2 separate regions of the Mus musculus genome follow, and region 1 is linked to region 2. Evidence: chromatin contacts called from public HiChIP or PLAC-seq data. All regions are on one chromosome and are shown on one strand. The core of a region is the stretch at or near the end of the contact, and the rest is flanking DNA. Distances in the headings are between cores, read along the strand shown.

Region 1 (4,775 bases), core at 957-3,456, 110 kb after region 2:
TAACTCAGCAGTTCCGCTAGCTTTCTGCTTCTGCACATTGCACACAATGACTCTCCTAAGAGTCCCAGTGTTTTGACTTAGTTTTACTAGTATATAATTTTCTGCATTCTATATTTTATTATCTATACATTTCCAAAGGAGAGCAGGAACCACTGTCAAATGTGTAAAACTTATTTCATAAATTCAATAGCTTTTATTTCTCGGGGTCATAATATTGGCTCTGCTTCATTTTCTTAATTTATTTCTAAACATAATTTCTTCAAACTTTTCTTTGTTAGTCAAGCATTAATTTGGAACTACCATTGTACAGTTATTGCATTGTTTCTGAGATGAGAACTCATAGCATGTACCTGGACCATTAGGACTATGCTGCGCTGTGCCCCTATGCCCCAATTTTTGATTGTTTAAGAATCATTACATCCCCAACACTTGGGAGGCAGAGGCAGGTGGATTTCTGAGTTCGAAGCCAGCCTGGTCTACAAAGTGAGTTCCAGGACAGCCAGCAGGGCTATACAGAGAAACCCTGTCTCAAAAAACCAAAAAAAAAAAAAAAAAAAAAAAAAAAACAAAAAAACAAACAAAAAAAATCATTACATCAAGGAACATCACAGAATTCACCAAAGCAGAAGGAGAAGGAAATAGGAAAGTAAGATATAATAGAATAATTATGCACACCAAGGCCGAAATCTATACAGTCATTGTCCAGGGCTAAGGTTAGGAGAAATGGGAAGAACTTTTTTACAAATGAGCTTCCATGGGCTTTTGAGATGTCCCCACCAAGGCCTGCTGTAGTTCCTTATTTCTGATGGCAGGTCTGGAGGGATGTGTCTCCTTCTTCTCAGGGTCCCAGATGCCATCTATGTCATGGTATGCTGCCCTCAACAAGAGTCCTGCATCTGGGCATAGGTGGAGTCTGAGTTGACCAGCCTGATAGCTCTCCTGTGCCCATACTACCAGGGCCAGCTCTATTATGCTGCCAAGGTGGGTAGAATGGTCTCACTCACCTGAGTGCTGTAGCTGTCAGGGTGCATACAGGGTCAATACTCCAAAGAGCTGTAGCCAGAGAGGTGGGGCTCTCCTGGCTTCTTATGCACTATGACTACTGTTAACACTTTTCTGGGGTTCCATTTTCATTAAGGACATGACATCAGCCTCATATTTTCTTTTTTTCTACAGTGTTTCTTTGAGCTTTGTTCCATGTTTCAGATCTCTGCAACAATGCTTTCTGATGCTACTCAAAAAACTATACTTACAAAACGATTTCTTTAGGATTTCTGTGTTAGAAGCTGAAATAAGACATATTTAAAGCAATGTTTAACTCAGCTGAGGCTGTGTGTTGTCAATTCCCACCAAGGTCACTACTCCCAAAGCTATTTGGTCTAAAATATCAATATATACTCATAATTGTTAGATCCTATAATTCAATTTCTAGTTTTGTGTAAAATCTAAGTATTCACTGAAATGCCTATTAATTTCATCACAAAGTATAATTTAAAATCTGACTCTGGGCTCACAGGTCAGATGCTTCAAGCCAACTGCTTCTCTGATCCTTTTAAACCCCGGAAATACATCTGAATTCAGGAACTTTAATTTCCCAAATGTTCTTAGAAAGAACTAACAGACACACTCTCTAATTTTTTGTTTTGTTGCTACTGTTGTTGTTTTTAGCACAATTCATCTGCTACAGATAAGCCCTCTCCCTCTAGCAACACAGTTGCTCTCCACTTTGTGACTCAGGTGTGGTACCCTACTCTCAAAAGCATTCCCTCTTCACATGACAAGAATGAACAAGAACGGACAAGTGTCAGCTATCCTTGTTTAATTGATTCTTTGTTTGATGGACTGTATTATAAATACCTGATTTCAAGCTTACAGCAACAACAATCACTACTTGTCTTAGTTGGGGTTTCCATTCGGTGAAGAGACCCCATGACCCAGGCAACTCTTATAAAGGACTTACAGGTTCAGAGGTTCAGTCCATTATCATCAAGGTGGGGAAATGGCAGCTTCCATACAGGCAAGAGGAGCTGAGAGTTCTGCATCTAGATCTGTTTGCAGCCAGGAGAAAACTGACTGTTGTGAACTGGGTGGAGCTTCAGAGCTCACCCCCACAATGACTCACTTCATCCAACAAGGCCACACCTAAGAGTACCAAGCATATTCAAACCACAGCAGTATTTATTCTGAAAGGGTAAATATATGTTCTGACCAACAGATATTAATTTTCAACCAGTCCCTAGGAAGGACCTTGGCAGACACCATGCAGGAGGAGCTGTACTGGGCAAGTGAGCTTCCTGGAGATGGGCCACCATTTTGCATAGCTGCAATGGTGTATCATGGATAGGCAAGGCATAAGAGGCTTTATCCCAGGATTGCTTATTGCTGCTGCTGTGCCTTCTCATGTTTGTCATTGCTGTGCTTCTCATACATCTAGCATGGTTGTCCACGGGGAGACCCTCACTGCCTCTATAGCCTGGTGTGATTATATCCTGGGTAATAGCCTGCTCTATTGGGAAATTTTCCTGCAGATCAATATGAAGATGAATTTTCATAAAATAGTATTGTTTAGATAAACTAATGAATTCACAGAATTCCTGATTTGACTTAAATAAAATTAGTTTTAGGAATTTAGGAAAACTAATAAATAAATAAGTAATAAAATTTTTTTAAAAAAACCCGGGCGGTGGTGGCGCACGCCTTTAATCCCAGCACTCAGGAGGCAGAGGCAGGCAGATTTCTGAGTTCGAGACCAGCCTAGTCTACAGAGTGAGTTCCAGGACAGCCAGGGCTATACAGAGAAACCCTGTCTTGAAAAAAACAAAAACCAAAAAAAAAAAAGGAATTTAGGAAATAGTTTAGGAAGTTGATAACTTAGGGAAATAGTTTAAGTTGTTTTACCAGAAAGATAATAATAAAGTTAGAATCGAGTAGAATGTAGAATGTGCCCCCTCACTTGTAGATTAATGAGGGTGACATAGGTTAAAAAAGTACAGTAAGTTTTTATGCATGATAAGCACATAACTGCACTTTGAAGAGAAAAATAGGCTTGAGACAAGTTAATGACCAAAGAAAACATTCATTCTGGGTTGGGTCTGAGTTTTGGTATCTTGTGATCTAGGGATGTGGCCATAGGTTTTGGTGTGTACCATAAACAGACAGGGTTATGAATAAAGAATAAATCTATTGTGAATATAAGAATAGAGAATAGATGATTAGCCAGTTTAGCTGAATAGGACATCAAAATTAATACCTAGATGATCTATTTCTTTGTAAATACAAATTGTCATCAGCTAAGCATAGAAAATATCTTGCTAGTATAGACTTAGCTTACTTATACTTTGTTAGTCAGTGACAAAAGAATTATTACTTTGGGGTAACATGGAATTTGTGGAGAGAAAAATAGATGGGCAATGTTTAGTTAGGTATGAGTTTCAAAAGAAAAATAGAATATCAATAATCCTGTCATAATTTCCTTTTGTATAATTATTTCAATCTTATTTTGAAGAATATGTTTTTGTGGTGATTGTAATCAGAGAATGTATAACTTATGGCTATGAAGTTATCTTTTTCCTACTTAGAAACTTTGGTTTTATGTGGTATAAAAGGGCTAAGGGAAAACATAAAGTTGTTAGAGTTTTGCTCTATCCACCCAATATGCCTGTCTGTCTGCCTGTATGTATATCTGTATGTATGTGCATGTGTGAAGTTGTTGGAGCTTGTCTTGCTTTATTCCCTTCCCCCACCTGTGTGTATGTGTGTGTGATTTCCCCTTTTTCTCTTTTCCTTCTTGCCTAACCCACAAAGAGTTTAAAGAGTTCAGAGAATTTCTCACTGGCCACAGGGGCTGCCAGGGCCAGTGAATCAAGCTTTATTTCCTCAGAGAAAAGTGATAATTACACGTGTTGCTATAGGAACTTTACATTTTCTTGCTACAAACAACAGCACTGCTCTAGAAAGGAGTGCTTTCAAGAACAGGGAGAACTTTATACAACACTCATCAGTGGGATCATAAAGATAATTTTCTCACCTTCAGAAGAGATTGGAAGAGGAATATGGTCCTGGCCTTAGTCATGCTGGCTTCAAGGGGACGCCATTTTTGCTTATTTATAAGACAATAAAGATCTAACGGAGTGTTTTCTGTGAAAGTCTAAAGCACCAGGGCTTGGGATGTAGCTCACTGGTCAAGCATCCTTGAATAGCTTACTCTAAGATCTGTGCCCAGTACCCTACACTGTCCAAACCAAATAGTGCACATCTGTAATTGCAGCACTCAAGAGTGGGAGGCTGGACCATGAGGATTTCAAGTTCCTTTTGTTGTGGTGAAACAACATTACCAAAAGCAATCTGGAAAGGAAATCATTTATTTCACTCACACTTCAATATAACAGTTCATCATCAGGAGCAGTTAGGGCAGGAATGTCGAGATAGAAGCTGATGCAGAGGCCATGGAAGGTTACTGCTTACTGGCTTGCTCATCATAGATTGTGAGCTTGCTTTCTTATAGCACCCCAGATCACCAGGTCAGGAATGGCACCACCCTCAATGGCCTGGGACCTCTCACATTAGTCACTAATTTATTAATACCCTACAGGTTGACCTACAGTCTGATATTATGGAGGCATTCTCTTAATTGAAGTTTCCTACTCTTAGATGACTCTAGTTTGTGTCAACGTGACATAAAACCCAGACAGGGTAGTCACCCTTGACTATATAGCATTTGATGCCAACATACATGAGATCCTATTTCAAACTTATCATTTAAGCCAGGTCAAAGG
Region 2 (5,165 bases), core at 369-2,868:
ATAGGATTTTGACTGAGATTGGATGAGATCTATAGATGGTGGGCAGAACTGACATCTCCATAAAATCTTTCTTCCTATGTATAAAGGTGGGCGTCCCCCACTTTACTCAGATCTTTCATTTTCTTTAGAACTCCCTGTCAACACAAAGAAACCGCAGCTCTCATCTTAAAGGTGATAAGAGATAGTTGATTTTGGAACCATTTTGAGTGACCATGGCCTGGGAACACAGATTTAGGTTACTTCAAATTCTATGTTCCAACAAGTAGCCTCAAGTAGCTCTCATAGTTTTTGTTTTTGTTTTTGTTTGTTTTTCTGAGACAGGGTTTCTTTGTGTAGCCCTGGCTGTCCTGGAACTCACTCTGTAGACCAGGCTGGCCTCGAACTCAGAAATCTGCCTGCTTCTGCCTCCCAAGTGCTGGGATTAAAGGCGTGCACCATTTTACAGGACAGAGGAAGTCATCAGTCAAGGCAAGCTTACAATACATAGGCGCTTACTTCAGAGAGGCAGGACAAGGCAGTGGGGGTGAGGTTCAGGGAACCTTTCTGTAAGACGCAAGGTGTTTTCTGGTGGCATTCTAAGCATTTGGATTGGTAGAAGCTAGTTGCCTGCTAATTCAATAGATTCTAAAGACCTGTTGTTTATTGTCACAAGATGTTAGTTTAGACACAGGGAAACAAGGAATGGCTGTTCTGGAGGGCCAGGATTTAGCCCAAGATATGGTGATCTTCCTCTGGACTTTCGACATTCCAACCTATTTATTTCCACAGCATGAAATTCTAATTAGGAGTTTTCCTTCACACAGATATTCATTCAACTAGGCTTGTAGCTAAGTATTTTATCTTGATATATTTTTAATATTCAATTCCAATTGCTCATTTCGTGCAGATAGGAAAGTAATTGACTCGTGTGTATATTAACCGTGTATCGTAGCAACCTTGCTGTAGCTGCTTATTCTGCTTACTGGTGTTTATTTTCTCTTTGTTTACATAGATAATCTTGCCAGCTGTGAATAGAACTGTATTTCTTCCTTTTCCATCCCGTAACTCGTTTTACAAGTTGTTCATCAGTTAAGCCATATTCTCCCTGGAGCATCACATTTTCATTCCTCTTGTCATGTAATGCTTATTGTTTTACCAGAGATAAAATTTCAAATGACTGTGATGATGAATAATTTAGATAGACAATTGCTTGCATGCCAATGATGTCATATACTGTTACTAGGAAATGGCCTCAGCCATGGACTGGTGTAGATATTGTCAGTTTCACATATTCATGTACACCCCAAACATCTGGATTCCCCTATCAGCACCATCAACTCTCAGAAAGCACATAGTCCGTGTTTTTAAGATTAGAATGTGGGTTTTATTTATTTCAGGGTGTGTGTGTGTGTGTGTGTGTGTGTTCAACACCGAGAGTAACAGTCAGCAGCCAATGAGCATTCGTTCTGGGAACAAAGGGTAGTAAAAGGCGGCGGGGGCTGCCAGGGAACCGAGGCTGGAGCCGGGAGTTGGGAGGATTTCGTAGAGGGAGGGTGGGCTGGTGGTCGCTCGGGCTGTGCCGCGTTGTCATGGGGACGGCGCGTGCGCCTGCGCCTGCGCGGCGGAAGGCGGGGGCGGTGATGACGCGCAGGGCGGGCCCCGAGGTTCGGTTGTGTGGAGCTGGAGCGGGCAGCAGGAGCGGCGCGGTCCTCGGGGCAGGTGAGTGGCCGCGGGGGTCCCGGGCCCCGGCAGGTCTCGGAGCTGGTCCGGCGCTCTGCTTCGGGCCCCGGGTGGGTCTGGCCGGGTCCTCGCCCGCACTCGGTGGCGTCCTCAGCGGCTTCCGGACGGCTGGCAGGGCGCGACGGACCGGAGGTGACAACGGTTAGCTGCGGAGCCGCTGCTCTGGAAGGGGGCAGGGAGGGCCAGGGCTTGCAGCGGGGTGTGTGCACCAGGAACGGTCTCCGGAGGTCTGGTGACTCAGATCTCCTTGGAGGATTTCCTTCTAATACGGGGCGGAGGGAGGCGTACAGACGTGGAAAGTTTCCAGTTTCAGAAGTGCAGTTATGGAGCCGTGGAGTGTGTGGGATCGTTTGTTGTATTCGTCCTATCTTCGACACATAGCTTTTTTTTTTCTTGTTTTGTTTTGTTTTCCATTAGGTAAATTACTTAGAAAGTGTAGAGTTTTAAATTCTTAACACGCACGCTTTACACCGAGAACAAATGTTTAAGAACGAAAGTTATATTGAAAATAGCTGCTGCCCTGGTCAATTGTCTTACTTTTGAAATGTCAAGGTGATATAGTTCAGCAGATTTGTACTCTCATTTTCCCGATGTGAGGATAGGACAAAGCAGAAAATATGCCTTTTCATCCTGTTAACAACTTAGGTCCTTAAACTGGTAGGTCTTAAGTGGTACGTAAGTATTACTGATCAGATGACTTGCACCAGGAAATAAGGAAATGGAATGACGAGAAGGCTCAGTAAACAATTACTCCATTATAGCCAGAGTCACTTAACTTTGGAAGCAGATTTTAGCTGTGCTGGATCTATTAAAGAGGATTTAAAAATCATGAACAAGAAAGGGCTGATTAAGATTTTGATGCACTTTTGAATTAAGCAGCCCTTTAAAATGAGCACGGCTCACCGACTTCCCCCCATTTTTGCCACTTTCTCTTAGGTAGTAAACATCCAGAGACTGTAAAAGACACCCACACACTTTAAAATACTTATACATTTAATAATCGTTCTCCTTGTACTTATTAATTGCCAAATGTTGCAACACTTACTGAAAATTTTAGCTTTTAAGGATGTAATTAGTAAACATATGGCTCAAAATTTTAAGCATTTAAAATGTAGAGCATACAGTATAAAACCTCCCCTGTGCTTGGCATAGGCTTTGGTTGTGCCCACCAGCCAGCCATATTTCCTCTGGCAGGCCAGTTCTTTTACGGTCTTAGGTACTGGTTCAGATAGTGCCTCTATGGTCAGACATGTAAATATGTTTCCCTCAGTTTAACACTGAGGAAGGCATGATTTTCTGCTGTATGTGTCTGTTTTTCCAGTTAGTAATAACATTTTGGATTATAACTTTCAGTTATGGTTAAGTTTGGCTGTGTTTTGGTCAGTGTCACTGTGACCAAGCTAGTAGGTATGATTGTCACCCTTTGCAAGTACATGTCAACTAAAGACATGAAGCGGTCTTACTGTGTCTGGAGTTATAATTGGAGCAGATGTCTAAATTGTAGGAGTTACTCCTCTTATACTTAACTTTCTTAAAATTGTAAAAGGCTTTGAACAACTATATTTAAAAAATGATAGTTTCTTTCCGCTAGCTTTTTAAAAAATGGTGTGTGTGTGTGTGTGTGTATGTGTGTGTGTACATACGTGGGAGTGGGATGGGGAGTGCAGGGAGTGGAGAGGCCAGAGTCAGCGTGCCTGTGGGGTTGAATTAGTGGTTTTGTCAGTTGCCCCAAGAATGGGTGCTGGGAACTGAACAGCATGTGTTCCTTGGAGCTCCTGCATACAGACCTGCCAGGAACCTAGGCCCCTGGGGCCCAGACTCACAACAACTCTACAGTTTTAACTTTGTCACCTTCTTAGTGTGCCCTACTAGTGTACATGGTCTGAACCTTCCTGGGCCCCACTCCTGACGGAGAATAAGCAGAACCTCCTTCCACGTTTCCGAGCTGAAGGCTCTCCCCCTGCAAGACTCCTGTCACATCACAACAGATCACAACAGCTCCAGCTCCTCTTACAGCTGTAATGAAGGGTAACCGCTTCCCCTCTATAGACCCTATACTAACCTGTGACACATATGGGCGCAGGTCTCAGTGGCTGATCATCAGAAGCCCCTGGGATGTTTGGTTTATTTATTTTTTTACAGTCCAGTCGTTGCCCCCACTCCTGGGAACTTTTTTTTTTTTATGCCTGAGGTAGTTTTTATCTGAAGATTAGCTAAAGTCAAATACTTCTCTTGGGACCTGACCTAAGTGAGTTCTCTTTCACTGTGTGTGTGTGTGTGTGTGTGTGTGTGGTGTGTTCATTCCATGTGGTCACAGAATTTCTGTTAGGATTGATTCAGGTATGTTCTTTGACACATTATATGAACTACAAGGATTGTCTTTTGTCCCTCTGGACAACCAAGGTCCTTATTATTTTATTTGAATTCAACACAACACTTTTTCTTATTTATGCTTTTAAATTATTTGTATTTAGTTGTCTGAAGTGAAAAGTTCCACAGTGGAACATTACCGGAAATTTTAAGAGTGATTTCAACGAAGGAAAACTAAGCCATTCCAAAGTATTTGGGTTTGATTATACATAGTTGAAATGGGCCACATATTTGACTTGCGCTAATTTCCCCAATTAGAATATGTGGTCCTATCTTTTAACCATTGTGAAGATTTCAACTATTATCTTTGTTCCAGCACATCATTGCTTTTGATTTTTCTTGTATTTGGGTCATTAAAACACAATACTAATTCCAGATCACAACGATCAATGAGTTATGTCAATACTTTTCGTTAATTTTTTTTATTTCTGTGGTCAAATACAGTATCTTTAATAACTTGAGTGGCTTAGGATTATGGTGAGGGAGTACCCATTATTGTTCTTATTTAAAGAGAATTTTCACTTAGGCTTATAAACATTAAATAGAATAATTGGTGCAGTTGATTTTTAAAAGTGCCTACATTACTAGTTCCTTCTGGTCATCTCTCTTATTTATCTACAGTTGGCCTCTACAAATGATGCACAGGAAATTTGGAATACAAATAAAAGTTGTTAAAAAAAACCCGTACCATCTTAGTGAGAGAGGATGGCTGGGACTTTTCTGGAAGTGCTGCAGGACAGAGCTCTTCCTGCTGACTACGGGATTTGTTTCTCCAACTAAAAGAACTAAGTTGTTTACTCACTGGTTCTCAGGCTTGAAGAATTTTGCTTAGAAGGATTCCATCCAAAACCTCCCAGTGTATATGATCGGGTTCTTCATGTTAGACCTAGAATTCACCAGCTGGTCTCACCTGCACCACCTTTCTCCTTAGCTTTCTTCTCTGCAGCTGTGGCTGAAAGAGCAGAATTTTGGCTTTCTTATTAGACTCAGCAGCAGCAGTAGCCGCAAAAACCAAATCCTAGTTCTTCCAAAATATCACTTCCCTTATTTCAATTTTTGTGTGGGCCTAAGTGACA

Evidence for each region. HiChIP or PLAC-seq counts read pairs in DNA pulled down with a chosen protein or histone mark.
Region 1: a contact with region 2 is called in a FOXA1 HiChIP or PLAC-seq map of pancreatic cancer cells. The contact joins the enhancer-like site here to the promoter of Sdcbp in region 2. A contact is called at or near these places in 1 of 39 promoter capture datasets (the C10 cell line), 4 of 115 datasets of contacts at active chromatin or transcription factors (effector CD8 T cells, memory CD8 T cells, microglia and 1 more) and 3 of 9 other capture datasets (adipose tissue, liver and pancreatic islet).

The regions. Positions count from the first base shown.
Region 1 is chr4:6,470,800-6,475,574 of GRCm38.p6, forward strand. No RefSeq gene overlaps it. Among named protein-coding and RNA genes, the nearest start is that of Nsmaf, 19 kb to the left of the region's middle. Within about 2 kb of position 2,207, at least 24 of the 459 cell types and tissues checked have an H3K27ac peak or open chromatin away from gene starts, as enhancers often do. A contact at or near this core is called in pancreatic cancer cells, where this site is marked.
Region 2 is chr4:6,364,062-6,369,226 of GRCm38.p6, forward strand. It overlaps Sdcbp (syndecan binding protein), which reads left to right and starts at 1,619. Exons shown (of 9, transcript NM_001098227.1): 1 at 1,619-1,698.